Linked DNA regions of Mus musculus: region 2 is linked to region 1. A link is a contact called in public HiChIP or PLAC-seq data. All regions are on one chromosome and are shown on one strand. The core of a region is the stretch at or near the end of the contact, and the rest is flanking DNA. Distances in the headings are between cores, read along the strand shown.

Region 1 (4,781 bases), core at 367-2,866:
AGTTTAATTGGGCTCACGGCTCTGGTTCCATAGGGTTAGAGTCCGTGATGCTGGAACGCAGGCATGGTGGCTGGAGCAGCCAGCTGAGAACTCACATCTTGATCCGTGTGTAGGAGACAGAGAGCACCCTGGTGATGGTAGGAGGCTGTTGAGACCTGAGCCTGTCTCCACTGACATCTCCTCCAACAAGACCGCAGCTCCTGATCTCTGCCAAACAGGTCCACCAAACAGGAACCAAGCATTCAAATGTATGATCTTATGGGGGACTGTTTTCATTGGGCCCACCACATGGGGATTAAACATCATGCATGCTAAACAAATTGTCTACCACTGAGCTGTTTATCCCTACACACACACACACACACACACACACACACACACACACCTTTTTTTAAAAAACTTTATTTTTGCCGGGCGTGGTGGCGCACGCCTTTAATCCCAGCACTCGGGAGGCAGAGGCAGGTGGATTTCTGAGTTCGAGGCCAGCCTGGTCTACAAAGTGAGCTCCAGGATAGCCAGGGCTATACAGAGAAACCCTGTCTCGAAAAAACCAAAAAAAAAAAAAAAAAAAACTTTATTTTATGTTTTAAGACATACCCTAGCTAAGTTGTCCAGTGATGTTGCTGATAAAACACCACGACAGAAAGCAACTTAGAAAGGAAAGGGTTTGTTCCATCTTTCATCTCCCAGGCCACACTCCATCTAGGGGAAGTCAGGGCAGGAACCTGAGGCAGAGAAACTGAAGCAGAGGGCATGAGAACACTGCTTACTGGCTTGTTGCTCATGCTCAGCCAGCCTGCTTTCCTATACCATCCAGGACTACTGCGTAGGAGTTAGCGCCACCCACAGTGGCCTGTAATCTCCTACATCAATCATCAGTCAAATATTTTCTCGATTAAGACTCTTTCCCAGATGACCCCAGCTCATGTCAAGTTGATATAAAAACTTGTCAACACACTGGCCATGAGTTTGAGCATTTGAGGATCAGGAGTTTGGGTCATGCTCGGCTACTTAGGGAGTTTCAGGCTAGTCTGGACTACACTGAGATAGTGTTTCTAGGCTTCAGGGGTGGGGCTATTAAAAAAAAATCCTATCATCTGGGGGACTGGGATGCCTGGGTCATGAGTTTGAGGCCAGCCTGGGCTACATGGTATCTCAGTAAGGAAACATAGAAAGTAAACTGGGCATCTGGCTTCTCCATATCTGGGAGTACTGTGTGAGAGACATGATACAGATCACACCGGCTAATAGATACAGTGTGTCTGAACAGGAGAAAACGTGTTCCAGGGGCCTCCTCCAGCCTTCTTGTTAGAGGAGGACCCGGGAGGGCCCTGGAGCAGTTTCTCAGAGGCATTTGTTCACACCCATGGAAGGAGGGCAAGAATTCTGGCTGAATTCCTGGCTGTAGGACCCCACCTAGGCATCTGGCATCGGGACATGCTCCCTAGGGCTGTGCCTGTGACCCCCCTCTGGGGATGAGGCTCCAGGAAGCAGAACTTCTCAGAGTTGATGAGGGAGCACACTAACAGGATAGAGAACAGCCTTGTGCTAGCACAGGGAAGCCTGGGCGGGGCCCTGAGAAGTAGTCTGTCCCCAGTGAGCGAGGATCACAGTGCCTGAGAGAGAATCCCGGAGACCTGGACTTCACTCCATTCTCCCTGTGGGAAGTTCAGCCTGCGCTGTGGTATGGAAGGGTTAACTCGAGCCCCACCCCACCCCTGTCCTGCAGGCAACTAGGCTGCTGCTTTCTGGATAAAGCTTTGTCACGTGAGAGAGCCAGCTGTGGGGATTTCCCCAGCCGTGATGTGTGCATGCGTCTTAAGTGCATGCATGCACAACCGTTTACGTGGCAGTCTGTGAGCTCAGGGGACCTGTCTAAACACTTGCAGATCAGGGGTGGGCCAAGTCAGGAGAGGCCCAGGGCCTCTAGCAGACACTGTGGAGGAGGGGATTGACTGGGCCTGGATCCCACCAGTCTCTGTACAAGAGCACTTTGCACCTTCATAGACTACTGTCTCCTGTAACATCCACCATGCCACAAAGCTATATTGCTTATGGGTGCTTTGTTGTTATTGTTGTTGCTGTTGTTTTGAGCCCTTGGAAGGCTTTGCCATGCAGTCTTCTGGGATTTTCTGCTGGGCCTGAGGGTCCGTCTTTGTACTTTGGTGCCCAGGAAGGTGAAGGACTTTCCTCAGCCTCAGAAGGCCTGCACGTGGCTCAGGAGGGCAATTTTGGATTAGATCAGCGGTCTCAACCTTCCTTATGCTGTGACCCTTTAGTTCCTCATGATGTGGTGACCCCCCCCCCAGCCATAAAATTATTTTCATTGCTACTTCATAGCTGCAATTTTTCTACTGTTTACTGTTATGAACTGTAATATAAACTTCTGATATGTGACACACACCCCCAAAGGGGTCTCAACCCACAAGTTGATAATCCCTAGGCTAGATTAAGATTAGGGCCACAGGCATCAAATGAGCCTTGGTTCCCTTGAAACCAATGGAGTGAAGACCAAAGAAGGCTCCTGCCCCTTTCATCCACTGAGGTTAAACTGGACACTTGAGTGTTTCCAGTGTGATAGAATCGTAGTCAGGGTTAAGACAAAAGGAAATTCAAGACTAACTGGAGACACACAACACTTTGAGTGTGTATGCTAAGATTGGAACCCAGGGCCTTTATACATTCTAGACAAGTGTTCTAACACTAGGATATGTATCTAGCCTAGCTTAGCATGTTTTTATTCAACATCTATTATGTGCCAAATATTTGCTAAGATTATAATCCTAGCGGGTGTTCTGGAGGTGGTTAAAACAGTGAACAGTACAGGGCAAAGGTAGGTGAGATAGACCAACCTTTAAAAAATGCAAGCCGGGCGTGGTGGCGCACGCCTTTAATCCCAGCACTCGGGAGGCAGAGGCAGGCGGATTTCTGAGTTTGAGGCCAGCCTGGTCTACAAAGTGAGTTCCAGGACAGCCAGGGCTACACAGAGAAACCCTGTCTCAAAAAACAAAAAAACAAAACAAAACAAACAAACAAAAAAATGGATATTCTGCTGCTAGTCCTCCACCAAAGGTTTTTGTGACAACCCTTCTCCCTCCACCCAAAAAAAAAAAAGGTCTAGACAGGAAGCCATTGAAGAGAAGTCTTAAAAATTGTGTGGGGTGCTGAAATGTAGCTCTTCACAGTTGGGACCTTCTGGCAGGGGTAGGAGGAACCCAGTTTTCTTTAAGGGGCTGGCCACTGGGAGTTTGACCATGCTCCTGCAAGAATATGGGTAGTACTCAGTGTACTTTTTCTTCTTCTTTTGTTTTGGGGAGGTCACAAGAGTGGAGGGGATGGACCTGGGAGGAGTAGGAAATGAGTGTGATCATGTGATTGGGGTGCATTATGGGAAATTTCCAAATAAGCAATTAAAAAATATTGGGTTAAGAAATGGGTATCCCCAATTTCAGTGCAGAGAAGAGCCCTTACCTGGCCCCTGCAGCCTGTGAGCCCTGTTACCGTAAGGTCTTTGGGGAACTCCCTGACTGACCTCTCCCAGGCTACCTCAGTGAGCCTGAGAGTAGAAGAAGGACACCCTGTAGAGGTGGCCTGGACGGAATCAGGGAGGTAGCCAAGGGTGCCAGACTGCCTCAAGCCGGGGGCTTCCAGGGCAGACAGTATCACTCAGTGGGGTATACATACTGTGTGTGTGTCCTCCTGTGGACATACTGTGTGTGTGTGTGTCCTCCTGTGCTGAGGATACCCAGTGGAGCTGGATCAGCAGAAGGGCCCCGGCAGTGCATGTGGACCGTGCTCACTAAATAGCTGGCCGTTGATTCTTTGATGATCTGATAGCCAGAGTCCTGAGTGAGAGACGGGATGTTCTACTCTGGATTGTCCTGGATGGGAACGTCCGTCCTGAGTGAGCATGCTGCCCTTGACTCCTCCCTACAGCCCTTCCCTCCTCCCTTTTGGCTTCTGAAGGAGTAGCCAAGGGGTGGGTGGATCCAGGACTATAGGCCTGCAGTGGCTGGATGACTGATTTATTGAAGTCACTGGCCTGTTTCTGTGCTGCCTCTGTGTGTGTGAGCACACACAATGCCCTAGGTGAGGGCTGCTCAGGGATGGCTGCTTCTCTCTGTGTGTGAGCACACACAGTGCCCTAGGTGGGGGCTGCTCAGAGATGGCTGCTTCTGTGTGTGTGTGAGCACACACAATGCCCTAGGTGAGGGCTGCTCAGGGATGGCTGCTTCTCTCTGTGTGTGAGCACACACAATGCCCTAGGTGGGGGCTGCTCAGGGATGGCTGCTTCTCTCTGTGTGTGAGCACACACAGTGCCCTAGGTGGGGACTGCTCAGAGATGTGGGTAGATAGCCTCAGGGAGACCTCTCAGTGAGTGGGGTGGACCACCAAGGCAGACCACCCGGTGGAGGGAGGGGCTGGGATGCTGGGATTCTCAGCCTTGAGTTTATTTCTTCTCTGCTGCACACAAACAACCGAGCTCCAGGAAAGGTGAGGACTTGAGAGCTGAGGGGGAGGCCACACCCAAGGGGCTGTGGGGGTCAAGCTGCAGCTGCTGGGAGCAGATGCTTAGCCCCGCCCACCCACTTCCCCACTAAGTGCTCCTCTGTCTGCCCACACATCTCCCAATGTGGCCACCTGTCTTTAAACGCTTCTGGTGTGCTGAGGCCCCTCCCTTTCCCGGGACAGCTGAGTGGTCCCGATGGTTGCTTTCCTTGAATCCCCTAGGCTGAACTGTCCTGGTCCAAGCCCTGGCTTGGGAAGGCATCCTTTTCTTG
Region 2 (4,888 bases), core at 190-2,689, 160 kb before region 1:
TGTATGTGTGTGTGTAACATGCATGTGCACGCTTGTGTGTGACTATGGGTGCACAGCATGCCATAACATGCACGTGGAGGCCATAGGACAACCTTGAAGGCAAGCCTCACCTTTCACCTTATTTGAGACGTGATCTCTTCCACTGTTGGATTCACTGTTGGCCTTCAAGCTTCCAGGGATTCCCCTGCCTCCTCCTGCCTCATCACAGGTGCACTGCGACTGAAGATGTGCACTACCATGTCCGTCTTTGTGTGAATTAAATGCAGGTTCTCACGACTATGCAGCAAGTGCTTTACCCACTGAGCCACCTCCCTAGCCTGACTGATATTCTTTAAAGACAGCGCCCCCCCCCCAACCAGGTTCTCTGAAAGAGCAGTAAGCTCTTCTCTCTTAACTGCTGCTCTGTCTCTACCCCTACAACATGTCTTTTCTGGGTATTCATTGTGCCATGATCAAACGTAGTGACTATGCTATACAGAAGATCTCCCGAGCCCATTCCTGGGAACAATCTAAGAAAAGGAACAGCATATCTTAAGATGACAATGAAATTTTCCCGGTTGCTAGTATATTACTCATACTGGGTATTTTGGTTTGGAATGAAGTGCCCCTCCCAGGTTTATGTGTTAAAGCCTCAGCCGTTGTCACTGTTAAGGAAGGTTTTGGAAACTTAGGGGATGGGCAGGTCACTAGACGAGGGGGGTGGGGTCCTTGCAAGGGTATCTCCTCCCTTGCTCCTTTCTTGGTTGCCATAGTGTGAACTGTCATTCTTTGCCAAGATTTCCCCCTGCTGTTGTGGACTGATGTCTCTGGAATCACGAACCATAATGCATTCCTCTTTTTAAAAATCCCAGCACTTGGGAGGCAGAAGTAGAAGGAAAATAAATAAATAAATAAAGGCAGGCTCTCACTATTATTGACTTTCTGATTCCCCTGCATCAGCCTCCGAAGTGAGGGATTACAGATGTGCCTCTTACAGATGTGCCTGGTCTCTTTAAAACCAGCGGTGCTATTACCCGCCCATGGATGAGACACACTTCAGACTCCGTCACCATTGAGATAAATGCAGAAAACCGTGAATGCCTGTGGGGAAAGGGCTCGCTTTACGAGCCCCGCAGCTTTAGCTGGAGTCGAAGCAGGCTTAGCAGAGCTGCCATCTACATCTCCCAGCCTAATCACCCTAAGAGTCTGGGATTTTCATTTTCACCAGTTGACTGGACTGGTGTAGCTAATTGGGGCACTGGGCCACACCCATTTTGATCGCCTCTGCAAGGAAATGTACCCTAGGGGCCGAGGGTCTTTATTTTTCATTCTGAGGATGGGCCATGAATAAAGGACTCGAGGGAAGGGAAAGGGAGCACGGAACACACTTCTATTATGTCCTTAGCTCTGCGTCTCAGAATAATGGCGGCCCTGCATGATGTCTGCGGCAACCGCTGACATCCGTGCCATACTGAAACAAGTGGACAATGAATTTACTCTCGGATGAGTGGCATGCTCCTCCACTGAGTTGTTAGCATAGCCGTTGTTTTCCCATAGCCCTTTGTAAGTAGCAGGCAAGCTTTACCTCAGGGAAGCAGTGTGGAGCTGAGTTGGGGAGTTGCTAGTGCATACAGCCTGGGGAGTGTTTTCTGGAAGCCTGGAGCCTGGGGAGGGTTTCCAGATAAGTAGACCCCGAGGCAATGCAGACTGGAATGTCTTCTCTGACAGTCCCGTGGCAGAGGCCAGGATGACAGGGCTGGGATTGCAGGGGTGGGGATGGCAGAGGCTGAGATGGCAGGGATGGGGATAGGAGGACTCCTGTGCTGAGGCTCTGTGATGTCTCTGAGAAGGGCGGGACCTCAGCCTGGGTCATAGCTTCAGCTAAGATTCCAGGCCTAAATTTGCTAAGGAGGGGACCACAAATGTCCTGTCCTGAAGGGACATGAAGTTTGAACCCTGCTCTATCAGCGTAGGCTTTGGCCTCAGAAGGATGGTAGCTCTGTCCTGTTCTCCAGCTGTTTAATTCTAGAGTCCCATGGATCCTCAGGGAAGGGTGAACCTGTCTCATTCACCCTCCCACTACCTCCCGCCAGCCTAGAGGACAAAGGCTCGCCTGAGACAACTGAAATTAAAGAAAAAGGAAATGACAAGTCTCAAGCACTTGAGTTTTGAAAGTAAATCTCATAAAGGCACAGTTAGAAGAAATTCCCGGTAACTCTCAGAATGAGGTCATTCTACACGCCTGTGTTTCAGAATGCTGTTTTGAGTGGGAAGGAACGGCATAATGTCACAGTTTGGTTCTGGAGACATTGTTGGTTATTCTCCCAAGGACAAAAAAGCCCGTCCTGCATCACTGCAGAAACACAATTGGAAACCACTCCTTAGAGACGGTGGGAGAGGGGTTGACAAGATGGCTCAGCGGGGATAAGCAGTTGCCTCAAAGCCTAATGATTCCATTTCAACCCCCAGAACATACATGGTGGAAGGAAAGAGCTCATTCCTAAGCTGTCCCATACTCTACATAAGTGTTGTAGAACACAGAAACACTCTGTGTGTGTGTGTGTGTGTGTGTGTGTGTGTGTACAGTGTCTTGGCAGGGTCCACCCTTTTATAATCTACCCTGTCCCACAGGGTATGCCTTTGACATACTAATGAGCAAGGAAAATGACCTGTAACTCTGGTATGACCCTGCTTGCACCTGGCTATGCAGGAGCAAGTGGATGCTGGTAAGTGAGCAATGCATTCCAACTCAGAAGATGCCAAAAACCTCTGAGCCATGCGTGAGTCTTCTCTCAACATGAAGGAGCATGATGACTTACATACTGCAGTGGCAGCTGCTAGCCCAGCCCAGCCCAGCCCAGCCCAGCCCAGCCCAGCCCAGCCCAGCCCAGAAACTTCAGTATTGTCAGCAAGCTCTGCCTGTGCCTGCTGCATCTGCTTGCGTCTGGGCTTGCCTGCCCTTGGTGAAGGGCAAGGAATGGGACCTGCTCTCCTGGAAAAGACAGCTGGCTTGGGAATGCTGGTCTCAGCACTCCAGTAGGGGTTGGGCCACCAACACAGGCAGACTTGGAATTTTCCATCAAATGAGTCATAAGGCACATGATTTATAACTTTGAGGTACAAAAGGGTTTTGACCTCAGGCTTTAAATTTTTTTATAGCAACATTTAAACATTGGTTACCATCTGTATATAAGAAAAAGTGTGTGTGTGTGTGTGTGTGTGTGTGTGTGTGTGTGTGTGTGTGTGTGTGTGTGTATCTTTGGCAGTAGAACTTACTTACAGGGCAGGTAGACCAGATAGCCCATGCCTACTGCAGTGGTTCAGGGGAATTAGTATCAAGGCAGCGAAACAGAGATCAGGCAATACAACAGAACCTGAGACAGACAGAAGATGATAAGTAAGGTATGCCAGGCAGACCACAGCAAACACTTCAGGATTGTCAGACTTGTGGGGTCAGGGGTGGGGCTCCGGATTGCTTTGGAGTCTGAACTGGTGACAGAAGAAATGCCGGAAGAGGACATTCGAAAATAAGGAGTTCCATGTAGAAATGGACTGGAGAGACGGCTCCACCGTTAAGAGCACTTCCTGCTGCCAACACAAGAAACACAACTATTATCTCAAAGGATACCAGAAATAGTTAATTTTGGAGCCAAATCTGAGTGACCATGGCCCGGGAATACAGATTTAGGTGACCTCAAATTGTGTTCCAATGTGGAAGGAGTTTCATGAAGTGTTTATGGTAACAAAACAAAGTCCTAAATCAAGATGCTTTTAAATACATAGGTGGATACATTAGGCAGTTAGGTTATAGCAATACAGGGAGCACTCTAGGCCTGAGGCTCTAGCTGAGAACATTCTGAGTCCTTTGATTGGTGGAACTAGGGTTTGCTAATACATCCCAAAAGGTTTTTATCGGTTAGTCACAAGGTCTTGGACCTGACTTTGTCAGTTATGGGCTTAGTCATGGGCTGTTAGGTCCAACACAGAGGTAGGTGGACAGAGAAGGACCATTTAGGGGCTAAAGAGAGCCCAAACGGACTGTAACTAGGCATTGGACCAGCAACACCCCAGCCTCTTCCCATCTCAAGTTCTTGCCAGGAGTTCTCGTCCACACTGCTTTTCCTTCCACAGGACCTCAGTTTGATTCTCAGAGCCTAGATTGAGTGGCTTCCAACCAACAGAACCTAGAAGAGGTATAGCTTCTTTAATCCCAGCTCCAGAGGCAGGCAGATTTCTGTGAGTTCAAGGCCAACCTGGTCTATCTAAATCAAGAGTTCCAGGACAGCCGGACCTGTGAGACTTGCCTCATAACCAAAAAAGACAAAAACTACCTAAAATGGCTTCTTAAACTGGTTTACAGTTTGCTTGAAAGTGCATGTAGAGAGACACACACGGGCTGGTGAGATGGCTCAACAGGTAAGAGCACCCGACTGCTCTTCTGAAGGTCCTGAGTTCAAATCCCGGCAACCACATGGTGGCTCACAACCATCCGTAACGAGATCTGAGATCTGACTCCCTCTTCTGGTGTGTCTGATGACAGCTACAGTGTACTTACATATAATAATAAATAAATAAATCTTAAAAAAAAAAAAAAAAGAAAACTGAGAGACACACACACACACACACACACACACACACACAACACACACACACACACTACACACACACGGCAATAGTAAACACATTCTGAGCAAAGAATAATTCAAAATGAAACTTTTAAAAATCAAATGTGATGAATTTGAGGCGTTTTTGGCCGTGACCGATTGGTTGTGTGGTATCATAGGACCTCAGTACAGTCTTGATTCTGGGTTCACGTCGCTCATTGGCACAGACACTGATGAACACGGAAGCACCTTAGCTCAGACTTGACACTTCTTGTGAATTTGACTGCTTTTTCTGTACAAAGGCT

What was found. HiChIP or PLAC-seq counts read pairs in DNA pulled down with a chosen protein or histone mark.
Region 2: a contact with region 1 is called in an H3K27ac HiChIP or PLAC-seq map of embryonic stem cells, with 2.2 times the contacts expected there. The contact joins two enhancer-like sites. A contact is called at or near these places in 2 of 15 datasets of contacts at CTCF or cohesin (the NIH/3T3 cell line and embryonic stem cells), 11 of 484 Hi-C or Micro-C datasets (the C2C12 cell line, the HL-1 cell line, the N1E-115 cell line and 5 more), 26 of 115 datasets of contacts at active chromatin or transcription factors (CD4 T cells, CD4 single positive thymocytes, the NIH/3T3 cell line and 14 more) and 3 of 9 other capture datasets (adipose tissue, liver and pancreatic islet).

Annotation. Positions count from the first base shown.
Region 1 is chr19:47,327,891-47,332,671 of GRCm38.p6, reverse strand. The region is part of intron 6 of Sh3pxd2a (SH3 and PX domains 2A); the gene reads left to right. Among named protein-coding and RNA genes, the nearest start is that of Gm29834, 44 kb to the right of the region's middle. Within about 2 kb of position 1,616, at least 223 of the 459 cell types and tissues checked have an H3K27ac peak or open chromatin away from gene starts, as enhancers often do. A contact at or near this core is called in the HL-1 cell line, the NIH/3T3 cell line, embryonic stem cells and 2 more, where this site is marked.
Region 2 is chr19:47,490,027-47,494,914 of GRCm38.p6, reverse strand. No RefSeq gene overlaps it. Among named protein-coding and RNA genes, the nearest start is that of Gm41858, 7.1 kb to the right of the region's middle. Within about 2 kb of position 1,439, at least 65 of the 459 cell types and tissues checked have an H3K27ac peak or open chromatin away from gene starts, as enhancers often do. A contact at or near this core is called in the HL-1 cell line, the NIH/3T3 cell line, embryonic stem cells and 2 more, where this site is marked.